Regions from separate parts of the Rattus norvegicus genome. Here region 2 is linked to region 1. The links are chromatin contacts, called in public Hi-C maps. All regions are on one chromosome and are shown on one strand. The core of a region is the stretch at or near the end of the contact, and the rest is flanking DNA. Distances in the headings are between cores, read along the strand shown. Region 1 holds the start of Grb14 (growth factor receptor bound protein 14). Region 2 holds the start of Cobll1 (cordon-bleu WH2 repeat protein-like 1).

The links. Hi-C and Micro-C count contacts between places; a contact is called where the count stands out from the background.
Region 2: a contact with region 1 is called in a Hi-C map of liver, with 4 times the contacts expected there. The contact joins the promoter of Cobll1 here to the promoter of Grb14 in region 1. A contact is called at or near these places in 2 of 12 Hi-C or Micro-C datasets (kidney and liver).

What each region holds. Positions count from the first base shown.
Region 1 is chr3:70,087,916-70,095,571 of GRCr8, reverse strand. Grb14 (growth factor receptor bound protein 14) reads left to right here and starts at 3,651. Exons shown (of 14, transcript NM_031623.2): 1 at 3,651-3,904; 2 at 5,131-5,263. The coding sequence starts at 3,720.
Region 2 is chr3:70,318,185-70,325,840 of GRCr8, reverse strand. Cobll1 (cordon-bleu WH2 repeat protein-like 1) reads left to right here and starts at 3,255. Exons shown (of 14, transcript NM_001427223.1): 1 at 3,255-3,495. The coding sequence starts at 3,419.

The DNA of each region.
Region 1 (7,656 bases), core at 2,402-4,901:
GAGCTTATGGTACTGATGACCATTCTTGCAATGATTTTGGAAACTGGCCATATGGACTAAAGTTGACCCTTATACTATGACCTCAGAATACCGCTGCTACCCAGGATGTCTGTATATGCCCACCCAAGGTACAATATGAACTCTGTAGTAGTATTACTTATAGTCAGAATGGCAGAGAGCCTAGATGCCTATCTGAATTACCCTAGATGCGTACAGTGTGGTGTACATTTCGTTATTTTCCTAGCAATGCAGTGCGAGCTCACGGTTATATGCACACACAGAGAGAAACATCACAAGCAGAATGTAAAGGGAACGGAAGCAAATGATTCCATCTGCATAAAGGGCAAACCCAAACAACCTAACTGACCATGGTTAGGTGAGGATATATAGTTAGAGCAAAACTCAGGAAGGGTTTCCATGACGGTCTCATGGGAGAAGTGGCAGGGCACTGGCCTGGTGCATTTCTTTTCTGGGACTGTGTTGTCTTTCCCTCTATAAAGGGATTGATGAGCAGGAGACAGGAGAGTGAAGATGAAGTGGAAGATGGTTGGGGTTACTCAGGACAGGGGGTTCAGGAGGCAGGATAGAGATTGTAGAAGGGGAGAAAGGGCTCCAGTGGGGGAGGAACTGGGCCGACTCTTGCCTCCCAAGTTGACAGGTTCAAATCCAGAGAGCCCAATCCACTCAGATCAGCCATTCTGGTACCAACATATCTGCTGTATTGTTTCAGAAAACTTTGTCAGTTATAGGGAGAAAAGACTCTATAACCATCCCCTCCCCCCTCTTCCCTCTTGTGGAAAAATCTCTCTGTTTACTTGTGGTAGTGTCCTATACTTTTTATAACACATAGTCCATGGTTTAGAATAATTTCTTGCAAACTTAGAAGTGAAATCAGCTTCATTTTTCTTCAAATGTATTTGGATAATGCTGGTACAAATATTCAAGGTCCTGGTGGTAATTAATTTGATACAGGACAAAGTGTTTAGAATCTTATTCCTAGAGATTTATTCCCCTTTCTATTTCTCGGTGTAATTCCTTGTAAAGGCCTTATAATTTTGACTTATGGGGCTTACAGGAGGTCCATAGAGTCTGGATATTTCTTTGATTTTTACTAATTATAAGGATGCCTGGAGAGGGGAGACATATTTGGGATCTCATTCGAATCAGCAAAGGCTTTTCCCTCACGTCAAGAAGATTTCCTGGGAAGTTGAATAGAACTCACTGTAGATAGTGGTCTTCCCAGTGAGCTAAGACATATATAAAATTTCTTCATAGTCTTTGCTTCAGGAGATAAAAATAGAGTACTCTCTTGCTGAAAGAGGAGAAGGACAAAGAGGAGGAATAGGGAGAGGAGAAGGAGGAGTAAGAGGAGGAGGAGGAGAGAGAAAGTGTGTGGAAACGCACATGCATATTAGAGTGCATTTGTTTGTGAGTGAGTATGTGTTGTGTGTGTGTGTGTGTGTGTGTGTGTTGGGAGGGGACAAACTTTAGTCATTGATTAACTCTTCTGTGACAATGTTCATACCCTATTATTTTTTAGAGACTATATTTGAGAAACACTGCAAAGCCTTTTGGGTAAAATTAAGATAATGATAATGGCAAGGTTTATTGTTTTTCTTTCAAGATATCTATAAACACATACACACCTCATTTTGATTCTGCTGGACTGGCTTTAATGTAGAACAGTCTGTCTTAGTTGGGGTTTTATTGCTCTGAAGAGATACTGTGACCAAGGAAACTTTTAGGAAAGAGAACTTTTAATTGGGGGCTGGCTTACAGTTTGAAAGGTTCAGTCTATTATTATCATGGCTGGAAGCATGACAGCATCCAGGCAGACAAGGTTCTGAAGAAGAATCTGAGAGTTCTGTATCTGGATCTGAAGTCAGACAGAAGGAGATTGTCTTCTTGGAGGAAGTCAGGAAGAGACTCTCTTCTGCATTGGGTGGAGCTTGAGCACTAAGAGACCTGTGTAGCCTGCCTACACAGATGCGTACTTCCTTCAGCAATTGGACGACTATGCCAACAAGGCCACACCTCCTAATAGTGCCACTTCCTATGGGCCAAGCATATTCAAACTATCACACAGTGTTTGGCCATTAAATTCACTTGAAGCCCACTCATATAATCCAGACCATAATTAAGGTGGCTAGGTGCGAGCAAGGAGTCTACCAGGCATACATGGTTGTTAAGTTTTAGCTAAGACCATTAGTATTAGTTCTATCCCCCAGGAAAAGCACTATTTGTTCCTGTGTTGGCCACTGCCTTTTACAAAACCGTAGCTTCCGCAAAGCCACAGCCATTCATGCTGTTTTAAATTTGACTTTAGGAAAGAAGTTGAATATTCTTTTTTTTTTTTTTTTTTTTTGACTCGGGTGTTCTCAGTTCATGGAATCCCCGGGCTGTAACCATGAAGCATGACACCTCTGGTTGTCATCAGAGTTTGGGTCTGACATCCTGATAGGAGAGATACTCAGGCAGGACAAGGACTGCTCACGTTTTCAGGAGGGATGTTTATTTGCCATGGGCAGAGGTCGTGGAGGTTAACTTAGTGAAACAGGTGCCGGGACCCGATGATACCTAATTTGGTCAAAGAGCAAAGAGTGTGTAACATATCTCAAAGTCCTCCAGGGTGCACAGGATGTGGGACACTTCATGAAAAGCAGGAACACAGAGGTCGGGATTACAGGGTGCGGTTGCTGCATCTTGGATGAACACAATGTGGTTCCTGTTTCACTGGGTTGAGACGGAAACTTATGGGATGAGTTCGACTGCATCCATTACTAAGAGCTAAGCAGTACAAGGCACTGGATCGCTTGGGGTCCCAGTGTTCTTATGTATAAAATGAGACAAGGAGAAGACTCAGGGAACAGTTAGGAGAGCAAGGCAGAATGAGGAAAATGTGAGGAAAATGCTCATTAAAAAAAGAAAAGAGAAAAAAAGAAAGAAGAAAAAAAAAAGTCTTTTAATAATCCCAGGCACCTTCGGATTCATTCAGGTTTTACTGAGAATTCTCACCAGTTCAAAGGAGTTTTTCTAAGACAGCAACCCTGATTTTCCCTCACCTCACTCCATCTCTTGCCTTGGAGGGAAAAGAAAGAGATCGTGGGAGAGGGGGAGGGGGAGGGGGAGGGGGATGGAGTATACACAGCCTTAAGATTTCCCACTGGTTTTCCTGCACTGTGGGGTCTGTCTTAACGATCCAACCACAGCTTAGGTGATCCTCGGTGACCCTACTGGCACGGAAGGGTCTAAGGATCAGTTCTGTCTGGACCCATGCAGGTTGGAAGTGAGTCCTCTTCCCAGAGTGGTACTGGGCCCTTGGGACTCCCGGATTCAGCCTTGTGCTAGGTCACCCACTTGGGAAGGCGACAGTGGGACCTAGGGAGCCTGAGGTCGAGGTCCACGCGCGTCAGGAGAGTGACACCAGCGCCCCCGAGTGCCCGGGCCACGCGCAGGGCCCGCCAGGCTGGCGCGCCATCCTCCCCGCCCCCCGCACCGCTCCTCCCGGTCCCCACCCTCCTCCTCCGCCCCCACCCCTCCCCCGCTCCCCCGCTCCCCGCCCCACCGCGTCCCAGCCGCCCCGGCCGAGAGCGCAGGCGGCCCTACCACCGCACCTGCAGGGCGCTCGCTTCCTGCAACCGCTCGGCACCGCTGGACCCCAGCCTTTCTTCGCTTTCGCCTCGCGGTCGATGACTCCCTAGACCCCCTGGCCTACGATCATGACCACGTCCCTGCAAGATGGGCAGAGCGCCGCGGGCCGGGCGGGCGCCCAGGACTCGCCGCTGGCAGTGCAGGTGTGCCGCGTTGCCCAGGGCAAGGGAGACGCCCAGGACCCGGCTCAGGTCCCCGGACTGCACGCGCTGTCCCCGGCCTCAGATGCGACCCGCCGCGGTGCCATGGACAGGTAGGAAGCTTCGTGAGGGTGTCCGGGTCAGCAACCCGCTTTGGGGTGTGGAGGCGGCCCAGGGGTGAGTGTGTGCCCGAGCCCGACCAAGTTTGGAAAAGTGTCTGAAGACAATTCCCTTGGAGCCGCCTCCCGCGGGGTCAGCAGGGCATCGCGATCTCCAGGTGCCCTGTTATAAATAGCATCAGGGGGTGGTGAAGAGCCGTCTGTCTCGCCTTTGCCCTTTGGTATGAACCAGGAGGCTACACTCCAAGCTGCTGGGTGGCCCTCTTCCAACTACACTATAGGCTTCAAAAATCCAAGCTTGAATGTGTTCACCTCCCACGTAGATAGTCTTCCAAGGACCCTGGAGAGGCAGAGCAGGGATCGACATTTGAGCAGTCTTTATGTTCCACCAGAACAGAGGCTTTCCAAGGTTTCTCATCTCCACAGCAATGGGCATTAAGTGCCTTTGGAGTTGTCGTACATTAGGAAAGAAAAAGGTGAGAACAGCTTAAGAATCTGGCCCCTTTCAGTCACGCATGTAAATACCACTCTTGCTTCTTTGTCAGGATCGCAAAGCACTCTGACTTCAGTCAAGTTAAAATAACTCCCCAGTGGCCTAGCGTATACTCCTGCTAGCACATCCTATTGACTTACCTTCCGAGAAGCACTGCCTTGATGTTCCGTATCTATAAGCACTTGAAAAAATTAGCAGACGGTGTGTGGGCAATATTGTGAATGAATTTCCAAGTGAGATGAACCACATCTATATTTAATAAATCATAACTTCCAGCAGTGATGAGTAAAAAAATTACTGGGGGTGTGAGTTCACTGCATGTAACTTACAGATTTTTGTCAATTTAATAGGCGCCAGGAAATGGCACACTCCTCTGGGTAATGTTTGCATAAATCATGATGTAGGCTGAGTTGGTGTTCAGGAAAATCCTAAGTACAGGAAATGAAGTGTCCATGCCTCCTGAGGTTTTTTTTTTCTCCTCCTCCTTCTTTTTCTGGGTGTGCTCCTGAGGTGGGGTGGGGCAGGTGCTATAGAATTATTTGTGGTAATTGGCATATTTTGACCCATGGATACTGCATCCTAGCCCTTCCTTTCCTGTACACTTACATAGTGTTAGCCTTGTCACTGAGTGAAACACATTAGCCTTAACAATGCTCTTTCCCCCTGACAGCAATTACATTTTATATTCTGTTTTATGTAAATGACTCCCTGTGTTCTCTTGGTGTAGGAGAAAAGCGAAAGATCTGGAAGTTCAGGAAACGCCTTCCATTCCTAACCCCTTCCCTGAGCTCTGCTGTTCTCCACTTACATCGGTGCTGTCAGCAGGCCTCTTCCCCAGATCAAATTCAAGGAAGAAACAGGTAGGAACTTCCAAATTTGTGAAATCCGAATGTCTTTGGAGGCTTATGCCCACACAGACTTCAAGAGTTTTGCAAAAAAGGCATGGAAAGAGAATTTGTTTGGCCCTTGCTACGTTTCCCTTGATTAAAGAAGGCTCTTGAGATACTGTTCCTCTTGGGATTCAGTTTCCTCATCTGTATAGTGGGAATATCAAAGGTTCCCTCTTGGGTTCCGGGGAGAGAATAGGGTTGAAACTGCACCTGTCCTGACTGCTATTGTCACTAGGTAGCCAGGATGAGTACATGTGTCAACAGGCATCACTTTCACATCAATCTTAATTGGAAGTGGTAGGACTATAATTTCAGGTGAGAAGGGGATTGACTATTTGTTTGCTATTTAATGGTGTCTTTCCTTATACACATTTCATAAACGGCTAACCTTTTACCAAAGGAAAATGCTGTAAAGAATCAGACAGGGACAGAGTAATAGCTCAGTACATGAAGCCATTTGCTCCTAAGCTGGAGGACCTGAGTTAGATTCCTGAGACCCATAAAATGGAAGATGGTAAGTTACAACCAGAAGTTGTCCTCAAACTTCTTCATGGGTTCTAGGACATGAATGTGTACATGTGTGAGCAAGCTCACACTCACACACACACACACACACACACACACACACACACACACACACACACACACTCACTCAGGTATTTACATTCATTTTCATGTGGAGTTTAGAGGTCAGCTTTCAGAATTGTTATCTGCTTCTATACATGCCAGAGAACAAATTCATGTCATCACAGCCATCTTGTAACCTCCCCCTTCCAACCTTATTGGTTAAGACAGTGTCTCTCACTGAACATGGAACTCATTTCCCCAGATTGGCTACCTAGTGAACTACAGGGAACTTACTGTCCCCAATATTACAAACGGAAACTATGATATCTGACTTTTGGAAATGAAATCTTCAAATTTTTTTTAAGATTTATTTATTTTTTTATGTATATGAGTACACCAGATGTGGGGTATCAGATCCCCTTACAGATGGTTGTGAGCCACTATGAAGTTGCTGGGAATTGAACTCAGGACCTCTGGAAGAGCAGCCAGTGCTCTTAACCCCTGAGCTATCTCTCCAGCTCCCAGAAAATGAAATCTTCATAGCTGTCTGATATATACACATTTTGGGGGACAGGATTGGAACCTGATAGTGGATTGGGAGAGATTAAAAGGGTTCATTCTAGAAAGCTTTTTCATCAGAGTGAGATTTGAAGTCTGATTGTAAGGTTGCACGAAGCTTTTCTGAAACTTCCAAGCACCTAGAGTTTGCATATGGAGTTAGGGATAACAGGTTTAACTGTGGGCTTTGTACGGTTGTTTCTCTCCTCCTGGGTGGGCAAGAATGTGAAAGATGTTGGCATAATATTCAGTTGGGGGAATTTAGTTAACAATGGAAGACAAGCCACACATTTCTCACACCATCCTAGACAGTAGCCACCTAGTCAGGCAGAGATCTCTCCCTGCCAAAGAGTGATTGGCAAAGTAAGGCTGTGGTCTGTAACTGGAGATAGAGGGTAGAGAGGAAGAACAGTAAAAGAGTGGTAAGTCAGGGCTTTATTTTGTGAATAAACACAGGATTCATCTGTGTAAAAGAAACACGAGTAGAGCAAGCTGGCTTCAGGATACAAAGGGAGACTAGGTATTAATGTGTTTGTGCTAGCATGCTCAGTTTGACAAAATCTAGATGGGCTTCAGGGCATACCTACAGGAATCATCTTGATTTGGTCTAATTGAAGTGGGAAGGTTATTCCTGTGGGTGGGACTGTTCTCTGGCCAGAAATCCTGGACTGGGGAAGATGGAGAATGTGGTAAGTTGAACAAGCATGCATTCATCCATCAATCTCTCTTTCCCATGGATGCAATGGGACTAACTACTTCAAGCCTGGCTACCGTGACTTCCCTGTCAACGATGGATGATAACCTTGAATGTTATCTCAAATAAGCCTTTTCCTTCTTAAGCAAAGGGAAAGAGGATGAGATCTGAAGAGAAAGAGATAAGTTAGGTCTGGGATCCAGGTGGAGACAGGCAGACCGGAGAAGGGCAGTGGGCTTTACATTCGGAAGTTCGAAAGTAAGGAAAAGACGTTGCTCACTCCAACAGGTTCCTCTCTGCCCTTGCAGCCTGTATCTAGTCTGACAGAGAACACTGTACACACTCACAGGAGCCCGACCTACTTATGAGCTAGAGCTGACTGACTTCCTGGGTCCAATCCCTGAGGGGTGTCCTTCCTCCCAAAGACATTTTTGTAAATCTCTTCTTAGGCCCAGGACTGACAACTGTCAAGGAAGATTTGTTTTGTTTCCCTTTTTTTTTTTTAAAAAAGGTTTATTTATTTTATTTATATGAGTACACTGTA
Region 2 (7,656 bases), core at 2,006-4,505, 230 kb before region 1:
AATCATTTCTGCTCCTTTAAGTAATCTTAACAAAACTCACTTGTTCACCAAATCGGACTTTAGTGGTATCTGTACTTGGGTCTGTTGTAAGCTTCCTAGTTGGGGTGAGTGGATGTGTGTTGCATCTCCCCAGAAAAAGTTTTTTTTTTTGTCACACAACAAATCTCTTAAACGAAATCCTAAAGTTTCTTTCATTTCCCTATTCCACAAGTAGTTGCAGACCGCCTTCTGTGGTGTGAGCTACATTCAGAAGACAAGGGTGAGCACAAAGCCTCTTCTGCCCAAACCCCTCCTAGTCTGTTTAGTAGCCAATAATCACTGTCCATTTTCCTGAACTTAGATCATCACCTAGATTAGTAAAGCACACCCATGGGTCTGTGGACAAGAATAGTTCTAGAAAGATTGACTGGTGAGGGACTCCGATTTGGAGCAGCACCTTCTCTTGGGCTAAGAGCTCATAGGAAATAAAGGAGGGAGCCAGACCAGAGCTGGCACATGCCTTTCTTGTTTTCCTGGCCACTGTGGCATGGACTGCCCCATTCCATCACACCATCCTTGACCTGATGAATGGACACCTCTAAATCCCTAAAACCATTGTCATCAGGTATTTTGGTCACAGCAATGAAAATCTAACTGAAACAGGTGTGGCAGTCACTGTCCACCTAATAATCTACTGGGTTGAAGAGAGAAAAGGCTATTTCTATCTGTGCTGTCTGCGAGGCCTTCCCAAAGTGATGATCCCTGAGACAAAACCTTCAGTAACAATGACTGCATGGAGTAAGAGGGGAGATTTCCAAACAGGGAAATTGAGCAACATCTGGACAGACTTGAACAACTTTTCAGAGGGACTGGGATAGGGCTATTTTCCAACATTATGTATGAAAAAAAAAAGGTTTCTAGCAACTATGTTTACCATTTTGCTGATAAGTTATGCAGTTACAAGACTGCAGCACGGACAGTAATGCATAAGAACATGAAGTCTAGTCTTGGTTCTCAAAGATGTTGAACACAGTTTATTGAATTAATCTCACAATAGATTAATAACTGCTTTGGGGGATTCTCTTGTAAACCCTGAACCTCTCCAAGGAGCTGTGCTCAGGGTAATAGTATAACATATTTAGAACCCTTCAACTTAATGTCACCTCCATCTTAACCCATCTCTGCACGGTGACAATGGCGGGTTACACTGTGGAGGCTCAGCACTCTCCTCGGTGTGATTCTACCAGGAAATGAAACGTCTCACTTGTCAAGTAAGCCGTTTGGATAGGCTCGATGTAAGTGCATGGAAAGTGTGGCCCTGCCCTGTGCCCAAGAACAAAAGGATGTAAGGGAAAACTGGTGTCATGAAAATTGCTTTCAGCAGTTACGAAATGTTGTAAAAATGTCTTAACCTTTAAGATCAGCCTAACCGTGATCCATGATATTACTGGTGTGCCATAAATCAAGGTTGAAACTAATTAAGTGCTTGATCCTGTGATTCAAAGTTATAAACTTTAAGTAGTTTCCATGTTACTCACTATTTGCAGCCTGTCTATGCAACAGCTGTAAATCTATCCATTTACGGTCAGAAAGGATTCATGGACTTGTCAAACCTGTGTTATTATTTAAATTCTAAAATCCCGATCCGTTTCAAACAATTGCCTCATTATTAGTCAAATTAGTTAAAAGCAACTTCTAATGATATGGTTCTACTGTAGTAATTGCAGAAGTCACCAGGATTTCTGCCTCCATTTTATATTTAAAGATGCGCTGAGACCATATTCTGCGCCATGAGGGACAGTGAATCGATAACGGACTCAATCTAATTATATGGAGTAGCACTTAGTACTTTCAATTCCAGAAATCATTGGAGGTGGTTGCAATGAATGAGAACCTTTTATTAAGCACGGGTTATAAATACTAGTTTAATTTTAATGTGTGCCAAAAATGTAAGTCCTTTGTTAGCCCACATCATGTTTTTATGTCTATCACAGATTTGTCACTTGGGGTATCCATTTATATATTCTTTAATTTAGCATTATTTTCTGAGGTAAGCTTTTGGACTCATCAATATGACTTTAAAATAGTTGGCAAGCTTCTAAGAATGAGGAGAGGATATGCTAATACCCTTGGTTGTCAGGTGGGACACCTCCTCTGAGAATACTTGTAGGAACCGAAACTACAAACAAGCAAGCACTGAGATTCCTTTATTTCTGTGAAACTTCCAGGAGGCCACTAAATCTCTGCTGTTCTTTCTTAGCTTATAGACTGTCATCATGAGAACGTCCAGTCCTCAGATCACAGCTGTTGGATGTTTACATCAAGAGAAGCATGCCTGGGAAGACAGGACGAGCTTAAACCTGCCAGGGATTAGAAAGATCACAATGTCAGAGGTGCCATTTACAGGCTAGCAACCGCAGGGGTCAGTAAGGTTAAAAAGAAAATCCAGCACTTGGAAGGTCAGACTGCAGGTAGTCAATCAGCAGAGCTCGTTCCACGAGCTCTCCTCACTTCCGCTACAGCTTGGGCCCTCCCTGGGGTTTTGCTGGCCAGGTATCCTCCCTGTCCGCCCACTGTCCCTCTTGGGTTCGCGGGGCTTCCCAAAGCTATGCTCTGGCAGTGGGGGCTGGAACGAGCCGCCTAGACGATTCCTGTCCACCGGTCTCCCCCGCGGTACCCTAAAGCCGCGTGCCCCGGGGAGGGGTGCGGGGTGGGGTAGGAAATTCCTCCTCGCTCCACGTCCCCGCCCGCTCGCCCTATCCGTCCCCTCTCCGGCTGGCTGCCCTGCTCGCTCCGATGCCGACCTCGTCACCTTCACTTCTGCAGGGCGAGTTGGCCGAGGCGACTGCGAGCTCGGGACTCCCGGCAGGGCTATGGGGCAGGGTGAGTTGGGGCGCTGGCGCGGCGGCCGTTCTTCCGCCGCGCGCTCGCTCCGGGGCGTCCGAGCCAGCCGCGCGGGGGAGGAGCGGAGCTCCGGGTGGAGTGCGCGGAGCCTGGACGGGCCGGGTCCCCTAAAGCAGGCAGCGGTTTGGGAAAGCGGGGGCGCTGTGGTCCGCAGCACCTCCGGAAAAGTTTACACGGGATTCTGTTGGTGCGCAGCGGGCTGCTGGAGCCCAAGCACCAACTGCGGGCGTGGCGACCGTCCCGCGCCCGGTCCGCTCCTCCTCCTTCGCAGCCGGGGCGGCCGCGCGCCGCCCCTTCGCCCCCGACTGGCTGCGGGTTGCGGCCGGGGCGGGGACCTGTGGCTGGCATCGCGGCGCCCTCAGGCAGGGACCGACCCGCAGGTGGAAGCGCCCCGGGGAGGCGGGGCTGCCCCCAGCTGCCGTGGGTCGAGGCGGGCTCTTGGCTGTCCCGCTCCCGCCCTGACCCGCCGGCCTCTCCCACCCCAGCAGTGACGCGCCGCCTCCGAGCTCGAGCCCGCGCCGCGGCCAGCAGCGCGATGGACCGCAGTGCCCGGGATCCCGTACCCCGCAGCGCGCCTCGCACCCCCGCCACGCAGTCTGCCGGCTCTGCAGGGTAAGTAGGGTAGTTGCCCTCCCGGCTGCCGAGGCCTCGCGCGCTTCACCTGCCCGCAGCGAGCTCCCCGCGGGGCCGCCCGGCTCCCGGGCCGACCCACACGCGGGCAGGAGACTGCGTCCTCCCGGGCGAACCGGGGTGGGGGGTTCGCTGGTTTGGGCGAGCTTTCCGATCGGGGGGTTGCGGAAGGCCAGTCGAATGGCAGGCGTTGGGTGAGGAGTCCCGGAGCAAAAGTGGTAACAAAGGGCCCCTTGTTGGGGCTGTGGAGCGGCGGGGGACGACACCTGTAAGTGCGCTCCGGGAAAGGAAGGAAAAGTTTCCACGGCCAAGCGCTCGGGCCCAGGCGGGTGGCTTCTGTCAAGGTGACTGCAAGAAAGGGGCTTCCTAGAAGTCCTCGGAGGGCTCAGCAAGGTGTGCCAGCTGTCAGCCCGGCTTGACAGTTCCGGGAGCAGGCGGGGTGCTCGCCTCTGACTGGGGGTGTGTGTGTGTTGTGTGCCTCTGGCCAATTGGTGATGCCAAAGCCGAGCGCGAAGCCAGTCGCATTGGCAAACACCTATACTTTTTTTTTTTTTTTTTTTTTTTTTTTACCGTCACGTGTTTGAGGAGCGATTGGAAGGGAAGGGGCTGTCACATGGTGAGTTAATATTAAATGAAGCATGCCTTCCTGCCAAATATGCTAAAAATCACTCTGTTAAACGTTTGGGTAAACAGTGGTGAGAACAGGTAGTCCTGCAAGGGCCAAGCAGAACTTGAGAATAACCTTTGTCGTGGTAAACGGTCAAACTACACAACCCTGCTTCAGTTGAGAACGCCCCATTGCTATCTTGTAGCCTCTTTACCATAAAGCACCCCCAATTTCTTTTTTCTTTGTTAATCAGAATCTAGAAATGCCCTAAACAAAGTATGAACATTCCGGAAATGGGAACGTTAAGGAACAGGCGACTTTGTAAGCAATGAATGAGAGTCGTTCAGTTTTTTGTTTTTTGTTTTTTGTTTTTTTTTTTTTTTTTTTTTGTGGTTTAAGAGTGAAGAAGTCATTTTTCCCTGGAACATGACAGGCGTTTCCTTAGGAGCAAGTCACAGCATGTTTATTCGTCAGAGGCCATGCGAGCATTGGCAGTTGTCTAGAGGAAACATGGAAGAGTCTCAAGGCTGCATGACTAATCTAACAGATATTTAGTGTAATGCATACGTAGAGGAAATTTGCAGCGTATGAATTCGTTCTTTTTTTCTCTAAAGTTTGATCTTCTCCATGCAAGTATCCCTATTGCTACAGAGCTCCACTTTTTCTTGGCGGGGGGGGGGGGCAGTTTAGATACTAATGTGTCTCCTTCCATGTATTTTAGCTGTGTGAAATAGTAAATATGTTGATGGGATTCTGAATGTAAAACAAGGCCTGGGGACAGAGCTGTGGGTTTATGTAAGTTAACGATGAACCAGCTTTCACCCGAAACTGAATTAGACTCTTAAGAAAATAGCAGAGAATTCCATTGTGCATTTGTGTCATACATTTACACAGAACGCAGTCACAGATGCTCGAGGGTCAGTTCTTTTGAACAAAGTAGGGGAGGGCAGAGAGCTCTGTGACGGAGCAGCGTGAAGAGCTTTCTAGTGATAAGCCTAGAGCACCCCAGTTTGTATGCTCGAGAACGTAGGGGCTAAACCACTGAGTTCCTTAAGAGCATGAATATAATTAAATGCTCAATGAGTCATTCATTCATTCATTCATTCATTCATTCATTCATTCATTCGAGACTCCCTTTAGCCCAGGGTGGTCTGGAACTGCATTTATAGTTGAGGGTAGCCTCCTGCTTCTGACTCCCAAAATTGAGGTTACAGGCACACACACCACCACACCCCACAGAGGAAAATATTTTAAAGGACCTTTGCACTTACTTTTCAAACTTCAGGGAAGACATCTGGGAAAATGCACCTGTAAATAGACCGCAAGAATACCTAACACTGTTCTTTTAAAAAATACCTAACACTGTTCTTTTAAAAAATTGAGCTTCTAATGGCTCGTCTTCTCCCACTTGTCTAGTCCAAGGCTTGTTACGTCCTTTGAGTATCCAGGATTAGCGTTTGCTTTTGCTTTTTCTAAAAAAAAAAAAAAAAAAAAAAAAAAAGCCCTTTAAAAAAGGTTTAAATTGTGGGAAAATGAGAATATTCAGGAGGTGGCAGGGTGCGATCCTGATATGCTATAATTGTTGGTTTTGAAGGAAGGCTCCTTACTATAGAACTAATTATATCATGACTCAATAACCTAATAGGTGGTGAGGCCTCCTTTAGTTCTTATCCCTGGATATTGTTGTTCAAAAGAAGTCCTCTGTTGTCTGTAATTTTCCAAGGTCTAGGCCTCTGTAACAGGTTATTTGAAGGACAAATCAGTGCAGCTCCACATTTTACGACGGGGTGGGGTGTGGGGGAGGAAATGCTCTGCCAGAGTTACTGAACCAATTAGTAAAACCTGAGGTTTGAGGTGTCCGTTCACTGTGGTAATTGATTTGACTGTCTCCTGACTGTGATCTACATTCTAACATACTGGTGTTGAATCGTTAACTGACTGCTAGAGTTTTAGGTATGGTTTTCCTCATGGAGATTTCCAGGTTGGAAACTTTGCCCCTCCCCCTCCCCCACATAACGGAATTGGGGGTGTGGCCCCTTTAAGATCTGGGGCGAGGTCATTAAGAGGGATTAACAGGAGTGGATTGGTTATGGGCACAGAATACAACTGTTGTAAAGTGAGCCTGGCTTCCTCTGCTTGCCTTCTGCTCCGTTTCTTGTGGTCTCTTACTTTTGCCTACTGTACTGTACTGTACCTCGGAACTAACAAGCCCTCACCTGGTGAACACATAGAGCTGTCTGAGGGCAAGCTTTCAGTCTCTACAGCTGGAGCTAAACACACCTCTTTTCTTCATGAAGTACCTAATCACAGGTATTGTATTGTAACATAAGATGTTAGCACCCTTGAAGGGGAGGGGGAGAAACAACATTATTTTAGGAAAAAAAGATATTTTGTAGCCTCTTGGTTACTGTTGCTTTGAAACATTCTAAACAATTGTAATATTGCATATGCAAATAAAAATGTGATAGCTTGTTTTCATAGACTTATGTTTAGCATAGCCTGCTGAGACACCTGGGAGAGACAGACTTACCTGCATAGACGTTGTGGCTGCCTTATGCACACCTCCCAAAAAGACCCTGGCCCTGCAGTGAAAGGTTTCTAGTCATCACACCTCCTCAGGGGCTTACCCTGGCTGCCGGTTCACCTCCTCAAGTCCTCACCACCTTATTGGCTCTCCTTCACAGTATCGGGTATAAGTATTCACTGGCCATTGCAGGTCTCGAAGGCTTGGCTTTTTGACTTTGAAGAATGCTGCTGAGTTTAGACTTCAAAGCCACAGAATTCCGACAGCTTTGATTTTTTTTACTTGGAGATTAAATGTTTGTGTATTTGTTTTCCCCAGGAGTTGGTTTGTTTTGAGACGAGTCCTACAAAGGGGAGGCCAACATTCATCTGGATCTTCCCACACCACCCTCTTGCAAATGATGTTTTTATGTGTTCTAGGATACCAGGCTAGATTAAAGTTTGCATGTTTAACACACACACACACACACACACACACACACACACACACACACACACACGATTTTAAAGTAAACTTGCAAAAAGCAATCTATTTGAACTGGGCTCTGGCACTTATTCCATTGGATTAACCTAATACAGAAGATAATCCTAGTAACTGAGCCTTGTAACCAAGTAATGATTTAGCTGTAAACTAACTAGTTATGCCTTAACTAGCTCCATGGCCAGTAGAATTGTTTTCTGTAAGTGGTATGCAGCCATCTTGGTGGTGAGTGTTTTTAGAAACTGCTCTGATTGTAGGAGCTGTGCAGGTCTTAAATCTCTGCTCAAATTAACAATGGTATTTTGAATTCATCTAAATAATTTTCCTTCTGAATATTAATAGATATCACATAATATATATCCACATATAGGTATGTTAACTGACATCTATTATCTGTATTTATTATATAGATTTTCACATAGATGAAAGTTAGCTGGTTTAATTTGTATTGTGACATAGGAAAATTGCTTACTAGTTTCCATGGTTGGAAATGCTAGGCCAGTGTGTCTTCGAAGAGAAGAGCCCTGTTGAG